Regions from separate parts of the Sus scrofa genome. Here region 2 is linked to region 1. The links are chromatin contacts, called in public promoter capture Hi-C maps. All regions are on one chromosome and are shown on one strand. The core of a region is the stretch at or near the end of the contact, and the rest is flanking DNA. Distances in the headings are between cores, read along the strand shown. Region 1 holds the start of C2CD2L (phospholipid transfer protein C2CD2L). Region 2 holds the start of MCAM (cell surface glycoprotein MUC18).

The links. Promoter capture Hi-C pulls out the DNA fragments that hold promoters and counts their contacts.
Region 2: a contact with region 1 is called in a promoter capture Hi-C map of fetal skeletal muscle, with 2.8 times the contacts expected there. The contact joins the promoter of MCAM here to the promoter of C2CD2L in region 1. A contact is called at or near these places in 2 of 5 promoter capture datasets (fetal skeletal muscle and liver) and 1 of 47 Hi-C or Micro-C datasets (skeletal muscle).

Annotation. Positions count from the first base shown.
Region 1 is chr9:46,319,204-46,323,998 of Sscrofa11.1, reverse strand. It overlaps C2CD2L (phospholipid transfer protein C2CD2L), which reads right to left and starts at 2,238. Exons shown (of 14, transcript XM_013979465.2): 1 at 1,467-2,238. The coding sequence starts at 1,820.
Region 2 is chr9:46,520,194-46,524,988 of Sscrofa11.1, reverse strand. MCAM (cell surface glycoprotein MUC18) reads left to right here and starts at 2,898. Exons shown (of 16, transcript XM_005667431.3): 1 at 2,898-3,007; 2 at 4,763-4,795. The coding sequence starts at 2,941.

The DNA of each region.
Region 1 (4,795 bases), core at 989-3,488:
CCATACTCTTGACTAGCTCGGCATGGCCTTAGGGAACCTTACCAGAGGGACTGGAAAGAAAAGAAAGCTCAGAAAGCTCAAGGGCCAGGGGCCTGGCTAATTCCTCAAGGCAGACAGCAGGGTGGTATTAGGGAGCAGAAAGCTGCTTAGCTCAGGTCTTGAAAGAGCTTCCTAATTCTTCCACAGCAGTGGAAGCAACTTGCCGTAGCCCCATCCGGAGGACCGGATGGGAAGAGGAATTAACCTGGTAGCTCCTCCTTGGGTCTTGGGATGAGAGAAAACAAAGCCACGGGGCTCATTTGCCTGGCAAACCAGAGGAAGCGAACTTCTCTGCTCCTGTAGCTGTCTTGTTCGAAAGCCAGGCCAGGGGAGATGGATGCTTGGAACCCCAATCTCCCCCACCCCCTGCAAGGGAGGCTAATGTCCAGCTGAGTCAGCTGTCCTGGGGAGTCACTCCTGACCCAGGGACAAGGTACAGGGAGAGCTGGGTGGAGGGCTGAGTTCAGGGTGTAGACTGACAGATGCCACCTGGCTTTCTGCTGGCCAGGGGAAGCAGAGCAGTTTCTTCTGCGGCCACTTCTGTTTCCAGGCATCTGGGGAGCTAGTGGAGTAAAGCCCTCAGACTAATGGTAGCTGGAAATGGAGAACCCTCTGAGTCTGAGGCTAACAGGCTGTGAGGGCAAGGAGAGATGACTGGGCCAAGATGGGAGGGGATCCCAAGAGAGGGAGGTCCCCACCACCCACCCCACATCAGTCTTATGACCACGCTTCCTGCCCCACTTCCTGGGAGGCCAGCTGCCCGTGGTGCAATGGGAGGAAGTAGGCTGGGCTGGTTTGTGACTGACCCTCAAGGGGCAGCTTGAGGCTCATCTACCAGAAGGGACATGGGTTCTCTCCAGCTGAACACCTTTCCCTCAACACATGCACCGTGGGTACCATGGAGAAGGATGGGTTAGACTGTAGCAGTGAAATTACTAAGGGATGGGGTAGGGTGGCAGGGATCCAGGCTCCTTGGGGACCTGCCCTGTCACACCAGGGATCTGGGGCATGAAGTGTGGACTGGGTGTGGTGGCATGAGGACCAGGCAGATTCCTGCCACAGGTGCACCAGTTTCCCTTCTACCTCTGCTCACCCCCGCGCCTCCCCGCCACCCACAGAACCAGCACCCAGGCTAGGCGGAAGTGCCCTCAGGCACAGGGATTAGCGTTGCTATGAGAACAGCAACTTGTGCACAGGTTTGGAGCAGGAGAGTACCCAGACCACAAGAATAGAGGATTTGGGACAAAGCCGGATTTCTACAACCTCCAGCCTCACCTGCACCCTTTTCTCCGATCCCAGAGGGGAAGAGAGGCCATGGGTTCCCCAGCTGATCCCCACCCCCATCCGGCGCTCCTGGCCTGAACAATCCCTCCCCTAGAAGGAAAGGCTGGGTGAGGGGACAACCTAGGTCCTCCTGTCCAACTCACCCCATCCCTGCAGGCCTGCTCGTTCAGCGCTCGCACCCAAGCCCGCTGCCAGTTCTCCCGAAAAGACTTGAAGGCGAAGAGCGACGCCAGGAGGCCCCGGACGCCTGGCTCCTCTGGGGCGCCAGCCCGAGTCCCCCTCAGTCGCAGCAGCGAGCGCCACACGCCCAGCTCCCGCAGGGAGCCGGCGGGCTCGGCAGCTAAGGCGGGTCCCGGGCCCCGGCCCCCGCGGGACCGCGCCAGCCACAAGCCCCGGGCATATTGCAGCAGCCAGCCGAACACCGTGAGCAGCGAGGCGGCGAAGAGGATCAGTAGGGCCGCCCAGCCCATGTCCTGCTGCCCCCAGCCCGGATCCATGCTCTGTGCGGGCTACGGTCCTGGTTCCGGCTCCGGCTCAGCGGCTGCCCCGGGGGAGCATGGCCCGGGCGGGCCGCGGGGCGGGGGCGGGCTCCCCCGGGGCTGGGCGCGCGGGATCGGGGGCTCTCCCAGGCTTGGTGCCCGGGACTAGTGGGTGCCACAGATCCAGGAAAGGAGATTCCTGGGGGCTACGACGCCGGGGTCCCTCTCTCCGTGGCCCAGGGCCCTCCTCGGTTGGTTTGGCCGTCCAACCCGGGTTAGTCGCCGGCCAGCGCCCGACTCCTCCCACGGCGGGGGCCCCGCCGGACCCGGGCGGGGACTCGTTTGCAGAGACGCTGGGGCTCGCGGGCCGGCACCGGCTCCGGGAGGGCTGCGTGCGCAGAGCTGACACTGACAACACGGCTCGCCCCCCCGTCCCCCCCCCTTAAAGGAGCCGCACCCGCGCGGGGCGGAGCTTAGCGAGCCCTGCGCTCCAGCCCTGGAAGAGGTTGGGAGGACCAGCGGAGAGGGGAGGAGGTCCCCGGTTTGGAAATAGGCGGTATCTTTAACTACCCTGCCCCATTCTGGAATCCGGGGGTACTCCCGCTCCCCCGGGCTCAAGGCACGAATAAGCAAGAGTAACTTCACTCACCTGAGATGCCGCCTCTGCTTTCCCCTACGCTCCTCAGCTTTCTATAGTTTGGGCGCCTGTGGAGTTAGAAGGAGGTGACCCCTGTGGGTAGCGTTGACCGCTTCTCCCCATACTCCCAGGCTCAGCAACTTCTAGGTTCCTATATCCTGGACAAAGCTAGGTCACCTAGAGGTGACCTCTGTGGGTAGCACTGACCCCTTCTCCCCACACTCCCAGGCTCAGCAGCTTCTAGGTTCCTATATCCTGGACAAAGCTAGGCCCTGGGTAAATCGGGGCAGAGCATCTCTCCTAGGTAGACGTGCATGGCAGAGGTCCAGCTGATAGTGACTGGAGAGAAAGCAGAACCTGAGCATGGTAGAGGTTGAGAATAGAACACAGAATATTGAAACTACTTCTCCATCCCCACCCCCTTCCCCTTGGAGCCAGGACCCAGGGACACCCTATGAACCTCCTTGCTTGTGTGGGTTTGTTCTGGAGATATTTCCCAAGCCTGGGCTGCTTCTGTTTTTAAAAATAATTTATTTCCATAGTAACAGCTCCTGCCTATGGAGCACGTGTAGAGGGGGTGGTAATGAGATGGGAGCTAAGCAGTGCAGCACTGGACTATCAATAGATTCAGCCAGAAGACCCTGCCATCCAAATATGTGATATCCCAGCAAGCCCCCCAAAAATGATGTTATAGGTACACTCTGCCTCAGGATCCACCCTTTTTCCTGATTTAAGGTTAAGATTTAAGGGAATAGACTCCATCCCTATTGGACAGAGGCTTATCGTTGTTTTCTGGAGGCAGGGAAGGAAAATCCTACAAAAGATTCAAAGGAATCCCCCCATTCCCCAAGAGACCCTTCTCCACACACATATGGCAAAGCCTTCCTTAGAGAGGTAAACAGGAAGGTGTTAAGTACCTCTCTCCCAAATCCAGTCATTAGTCTGAGCACTAAGCACACACGAGTAAACAATGTCTTCTAAAGTATGGGGTTGCAGAGCTAAGCAGAACCTGGCAGGTCAGCAACAGGGTGCCTGAGCCAGAGGAGGTAGTGAGAAAGCCTGGGGAATCCCCAGATTTCACTGTAAGGAATGGGGTGGGGGTAACGGAGTAACCTTGCTTCGGTCCTGCCCATGCATCATCACTGGACTCCAAAAACTAGAGGAGATACCTGGCGTGTGGAGTTTTATTTTTATTTTTTGTCTTTTTAGGGCCCCATCTGCGGCATACGGAGGTTCCCAGGCTTGGGTTGAATTGGAGCCATAGTTGCTGGCCTACACCTGTGGGAGCTGCAGAGCTTTGGGCTCTGATCTGCATCTGCGACTTACACCACAGCCCACGGCAATGCCGAATCCTTAACCCACTGATCGAGGCCAGGGATCAAACTCACATCCTCATGCATACTAGTCAGGTTCATTACTGCTAAGCCACAGCGGAAAGTCCATGGAGTTTTCATCTTGAGGGGAGAAGACATGAAATGAAGGGAGCAGAGAACTCAGGGACGCAGAAGGAAGCTTTGAGTGGGCAGAGCCGCTAGAGCTAGGGGAGCAGGTTATGTGGGAAGGTGTCCAGCTACAGGTTCACTATGAAGGCCTCTTCCCCCAAGAACCCTTCTTCAAAGTTCATCTCAGTTCTCTGAGTTCCTGAGTTTCCTTCAGCTTCTCCACTGAGCACTTGGTCCTGTGCTGCCAGATACTACTTCACAATTCAGTCTTGCATGAGTCTCCTAGCTAGTCCTCCTAATCTCCCATCCACTTGTTACTCCTTTCATTCTGCCTTATAGTCTAGATGGTTGTTTATGTGTCTGTTTCTCTCACTTACAAGGAAGCTGCTTAAGAGTAGGGACCCTGTCTTATTCATCTCTCTACCCTCATTTAATCAAGATTTAATGTGATGAAGTAGACTCCTTGGGGGGAAACCATTGCATTTATATCACTTTGCGTCCCCAAAGTACTTAAAAGTTTCCCATGCACATAGTAGGGATTAGCAAATTCTTTGGAACTTTAAGAAGTCTAACAGAAAATATTCCAATATACATGTAAACACTGAGAATTTCTGTATTGTTTCCATCTTTTCAAAACCCATTCCTGTCACCCCAATGGGATGGGAGATCTTGGGGCTTGCTTTCAGCTAACAACTTTTGATAAACTGATGGGGAAGAGGCAGGAGGAAATGGAAAAAGGGTAACTCAGATGCCTGGAAAGAGCCACAGTCCTGCAAGGGTCATAGCTTCAGACTCTCCAAAGCTGTCTCTCGGACTTTTTAGGAACTGTGAAACATTTCTGAGACAGGCTTTGTCACGTAATCAGACTTAATAGTGCATTGGCCTTGCTCACTGGGAGACCCTCAAGGCTCTCT
Region 2 (4,795 bases), core at 1,649-4,148, 200 kb before region 1:
CATACTGAACCCTATTTTTTTGCCAGGCCAGGGGGTTCGATCCCCAGCCTCTGTCATTGCCAAGACTATTGAGCCACCCCTCCACCCCCCACTCTTTCTCACTGCAGCTGCACACTTGTCTTTATCAGCTTCCTTCCTCCACCCAGTCTGTCCTTGTCATATCCTCCTGCTTAAGGTCCCTCCACCAGAGGGGTGGGTGGGAGGCCACCATACCCACTATGAGAGAGAGAGGACTCCTAGGTTTAAATTCCACCCAGTGATCCCCTGGGAGGAAGGCCCATCCTTGGCTTTTTACCTCCAACTCCACCGAGGTGGGGCCCCGCTCTTCTCCACTTCCTACAATGAAATGAAAGCCCCACTCATGCTGGAGACAGGAGCTAAGGGACCCAGACCATGGCCACCACCCCATGCAGCCCCAGTTTCTCTACCTGTGGTCAGATCTATAGCAGAGAAACACACAGAGGGCACTGGACACAGCAAGTCCTCTCAAGTCTGAGTAGCCTGGTCCTACCATGGAGGTGGAGGAAGGCAGCCTTCCTGCCCTTTCCTTTGGGGAGAAAAGAGGCAAAAAATTAGGACTCTGGCCTGAGTCTCTTCTAATCTTGGTCTTCTGATCTGATCTTGGAGGAGCAAGGCTGCCTCCAAACCAGTCCAGGCGCCGAGAGTCTCTGCTGATGGAAGATCGGGGGCTGCCTCCTTGATCGCCATCCTTTCTCGCTGCAAGTTCCCCTGCCGCCTTCTCTCTTGCCTAGAACTGCTGAAGCTCTATCTGCTGGCATCTTAGAGGAGCTGGAGGGCTGATACCCTCTACCCTTCGCTCTTTCACCCCGTGCTGCCGTCACTCCTTTTTCTTCTGTCTCCAGTCCCCTCTGAATCTTCTCCAAGGTCCTGACCTCTTTTTGGTTTGGAATCTGAGAGGCCCCCCTCATGAAGACATCCCAGAGTTGTCTGCCCCTGACTTCTACCACCCACTCCCTGGCAGCCCAGATCACCCCAGGCTACTGGCTTCCTTAAAGGACAGTCTTTGTGCTTGTTTGCTGGGGACGTGCAGGGAAGGGATGTCACCGGGGTCTCTAACCTCACTTTCCCTTCACTGCAGAGGCAGCTCCTCCACCCCCACCTGGCTTCACTTTTCTCAGGGCGGAAGAACCATTCTGAACTGACCGTCCTTGGTGGTTAGCTGGCTTTGTTTTCAGGCCAGAGAGAGAATGATTAGTTAATGGGGTTAAGTGAAGGGAAGCGGGTGGGGGCAGGGAAGCCAAGCACCATGCCCAGCTCCGGGCTTGCCAGGGCCAACAGCATCCTTCAGCCATCCCCACTCCTGCCCCTGCAGGCAAACCACCGCATCAGCATCCATTCCACTCTGGGCCCTGGGCCAGTCCATACATTCACTCTGGGGGAGAGGGAAGAACCCTCCTCTTCTCAATCCCCCGACCGCCCCCCACCCCAGGCTCCAGCCTCTGGCCTGGCTGGCTTGCCATGGCCTCTGGCCACTAACGGAGACGGAGGAGGGGGTCAGCAAAGGTTCCGCTAAGGTTCCGAAAGAAAGGGCTGATGTGGTTCGAGTGTCATCTCTTTGTCATCAAAACACTATCCCAGAGCATCCTCTCAAGTCACCTGCCCATCTCTGGCATTTGCTGCCTCATTCTGCTCCTCCCCCAACCAGCAGCAGGCTGCCCTGCCAGCCAGTTGGACTCTACCCCAGGCTCCCTTTGGACCCTCCTTGTTGAAGGAGTCCCAGCAGATGTGGACCCCTTTCCCAGGGATAGGGGACTGGGCGGGGGGGGGGGGTCTCTGATGCAAGGGTCCACTCTCACTTTTAGTTCAAGAGGCCAGAAGACCCAAGGTTTGGGACGAAGGGGGCTACCGGGTTCCCCTCACCTGGCTGTGTGGCAGATCTCACTCAGGCCGGGCAGCCTGAGGTTCCTGCTGATTCCTGCTCCAAACCCTTCCTGGCAGCAGCTGAGCCGCAGCAACAGGGGGCTTGAGAGGCCTGGTGGAAGGGGCAGAGTCCCGCTGCAGGGGTCCTTTCAACCCTCCCGCACAGCAAAAGACAATGGGGGTCAAGCTGGAGACCTCACACCCATGTACTCTCTTCCCTCCCCTCTTCCTCACTCAGGCGAGGCGAGAGTGAGTGGGACTAGGCTCGATGAGTGCAGAGGGCAGAAGCAGACGTCTCAAGACGGAGGCCGGGGCCTGGACAAGTGGGACAACCCTGGGCCTGGGAATCCGGCCCCTCCTTCCTTCCTCTAGGTAAAGACGGACTTACAAGAGCTGGGAATGAAGGGACAGCCCTTAGAGCGCCATCTCCACGCCCCAGTAAAGGCACCTCTGGGTCTGTGGACCTGGGCCTACGGTTCTTCCCTCAAAGCTGCCAGGACTGCAATGCCAGGCCGGCGGCAGCCGCCGTGGTGCAATCGTTCTCTGTGGCAGGGGTCCGGAGAGGCGGAGGAGGAGGCAGGGAGAGGAATGGAATGGGAGGGAGGCCCCCATCCGGACGCCAAGGACCAGGTCAGTGGCTTCTCCGCCAGGAGGTCCCCCAGGGCTACACGGATGGGCGGGGGCTGAGCCGGGGTGAGCGCGGCGGGATCTGAAGCGGTGGGACTTCGAGCATCCGTGCCAGCTTCCCCACGTTGCCGTCTCGGCTGGGCAGTCCGGCCGGGAGACACCTGTCGCCGCCCCCTCTCGGTTCCCCAGCTGGGAGCTGGGAGGCGGGCTCCGGCCTCCCCTCGCGCCGCGCGGTCCCGCAGCAAAGCTCCGGGCATCTCGGCGCCGGGCCCGCCCCCTAGGGCTGCGGCGAGCTGGGCGGGGGGGCGCGGGGGGCTGCGCGGGGCGTGGCAGGCCGGCCCCGGCGCTCCGGGCCCCCTCCCCCGCCCCCCTGACGTCAGCCCCGGCAGCCGCGAGCTCCCTCACTTGGCTCTCGCCCTCCGGCCGGGAAGCATGGGGACGTCCGGGCTCATCTGTGCCTTCCTGCTAGCCTCCTGCTGCTGCTGTCGCCGCGTTGCGGGTGAGTGAACTAGCTGGGGGGCCCGCGCCCCGAACGGCCTGGCCCGGGAATCTTCGGCGGAGCGTGCCCGGGAGCAGAGCCGGCATCGAGACGGGGACCCGGGCTTTGCACTGCGGCGTGCGCTCCTCCTCCCCAAGTCTCGGGCACCGAGCGCCTTGCGCGCGTGCAACTCTTCTTTGCAACCAGTTTGCAGCTCTATTCCAGACCGTCCTGGGAGCCTAATTGGAAAGGCGGGGGGCTGCTTCTTGGAGCGGGAAGGGGTGGGCCGAGTCTCTTGGGTTCTGTGGAGAGCTTTTCCTCAGGTGCTTTTTCTGGGGGCCCGCGTTTAGAGCTTTGGCGGGAGACGCAGCTACAGTGCATCCCCCAAACCTGAATTCCGCGCTCGCCTGTTGCTGGAAAAGGCAGCTCTCTTAGCTGGAGGGGATGCGCCGACCCCTCCTTCTCCCGCCTGGGCTTTGAGCCAGGCTGGAGGTGAGCGAGAGGGGGAGGAACGGCGGCTCCCGCCCCAGCAGGGCGTTGGCAGAGGCTGGAGGGCGGTGTGGGTCGCCTCGCGCCTACCCGGGTGACGGGATCACAGGTGGCAGGGACGAAGGATCGAGGATTCCCAGAGCGGAAGTGCCCAGACTTGTTACACTTCCCGGAATGGGACCACATTCAAGTGGAAAATGCACCCTTGCACCTCGGAGTTTTTCTCTGGAACTGCCCAGGAGCCCGGCGCTCCCAGGTTCATGGTGCCCTTGTATGGCCCGCAGCGGTGTCGCGTTTCTCTTGGCTCCCTTTCCCCGGTCCCAGCCTCTCTTTGGCTGGGGAAGGGGAGGTCTGGGAACTAGGGTGGCCTCATGCCGGTGCTGACAGCCCCTGGGGTACCCTCGGCTGCTGCCTCCCAAGCCCTTCTGGGGAAAGGGCTAAATCGGGCTCCACAGCTGCAGAAGGTCCAGCCCCACCCAGCCCTGCCCTTCTAGCTCTGGGGAAAAGGAACTAGGGATCTCAAGCTTCTGCTCTGGTTGTAGACCACTCCATCTGCTCTGCTTGTCAGCCCAGGGCAGCCACCCAGGCACCCGAGTCCGGCCAGATGGTATGGAGTGACATCACCTCCTCGCGGGGCGGGCAGCACGCTGGCACCACTGACGTCACTCCTGCTCACTGCCTGGTCCTTGCCCTGACCCCTGCCCTTACCTCAGGGAGAGATTCTAGCCCCTCCATGACTCTGACCCCTCCACACGCACGAGGCTCCCGAGATGGGGTCCCTTGAGTGTGTGGGATGTTCACAGCGGTGCTGCTGAGGGAGTATGAGATAAGGGTCTCCTGGCCAGGGTTGGCCCATTGGCTTTTATGGGGATTTAGGGAGGAGGCAAAGGGGAGAGTGATGTCTTCTCCGGGTGTGGGACATAAAGGGCCTGTGTGCCCAGGCCTGGCACATGCCTTGCATTCCCACAGTCTGAGCTCACCCAGAGAGGAGGGGGCCTGGAAGGAAAGTGGCCTTCCTCTTGGCCCAGGCCTGGGTCACCCCCTGCCAGCCCCATCTGGGAGGTTCCTGGTGCTCGGGACCACCCCCAAGTCCAATGACCATCCCCAACTCCCTTGAACCAGGAGAAGGCTGACTCGGCTTGAGGGTAGAGTGTTTGAGGGTTAGGAAAGGACAGGGTGCCCTTCAGATCCTGGAAGTGGCAGGAAGAGCAGCTGCAGCGAGCGGCTGTGAAGGGAGGGCATGGAGAGCAGCTGGAGCTGACAGCTGCTGGGGTGCCCCCCCACCAGGTGTGCCTGGAGAGGCGGAGAAGCCCGCGCCTG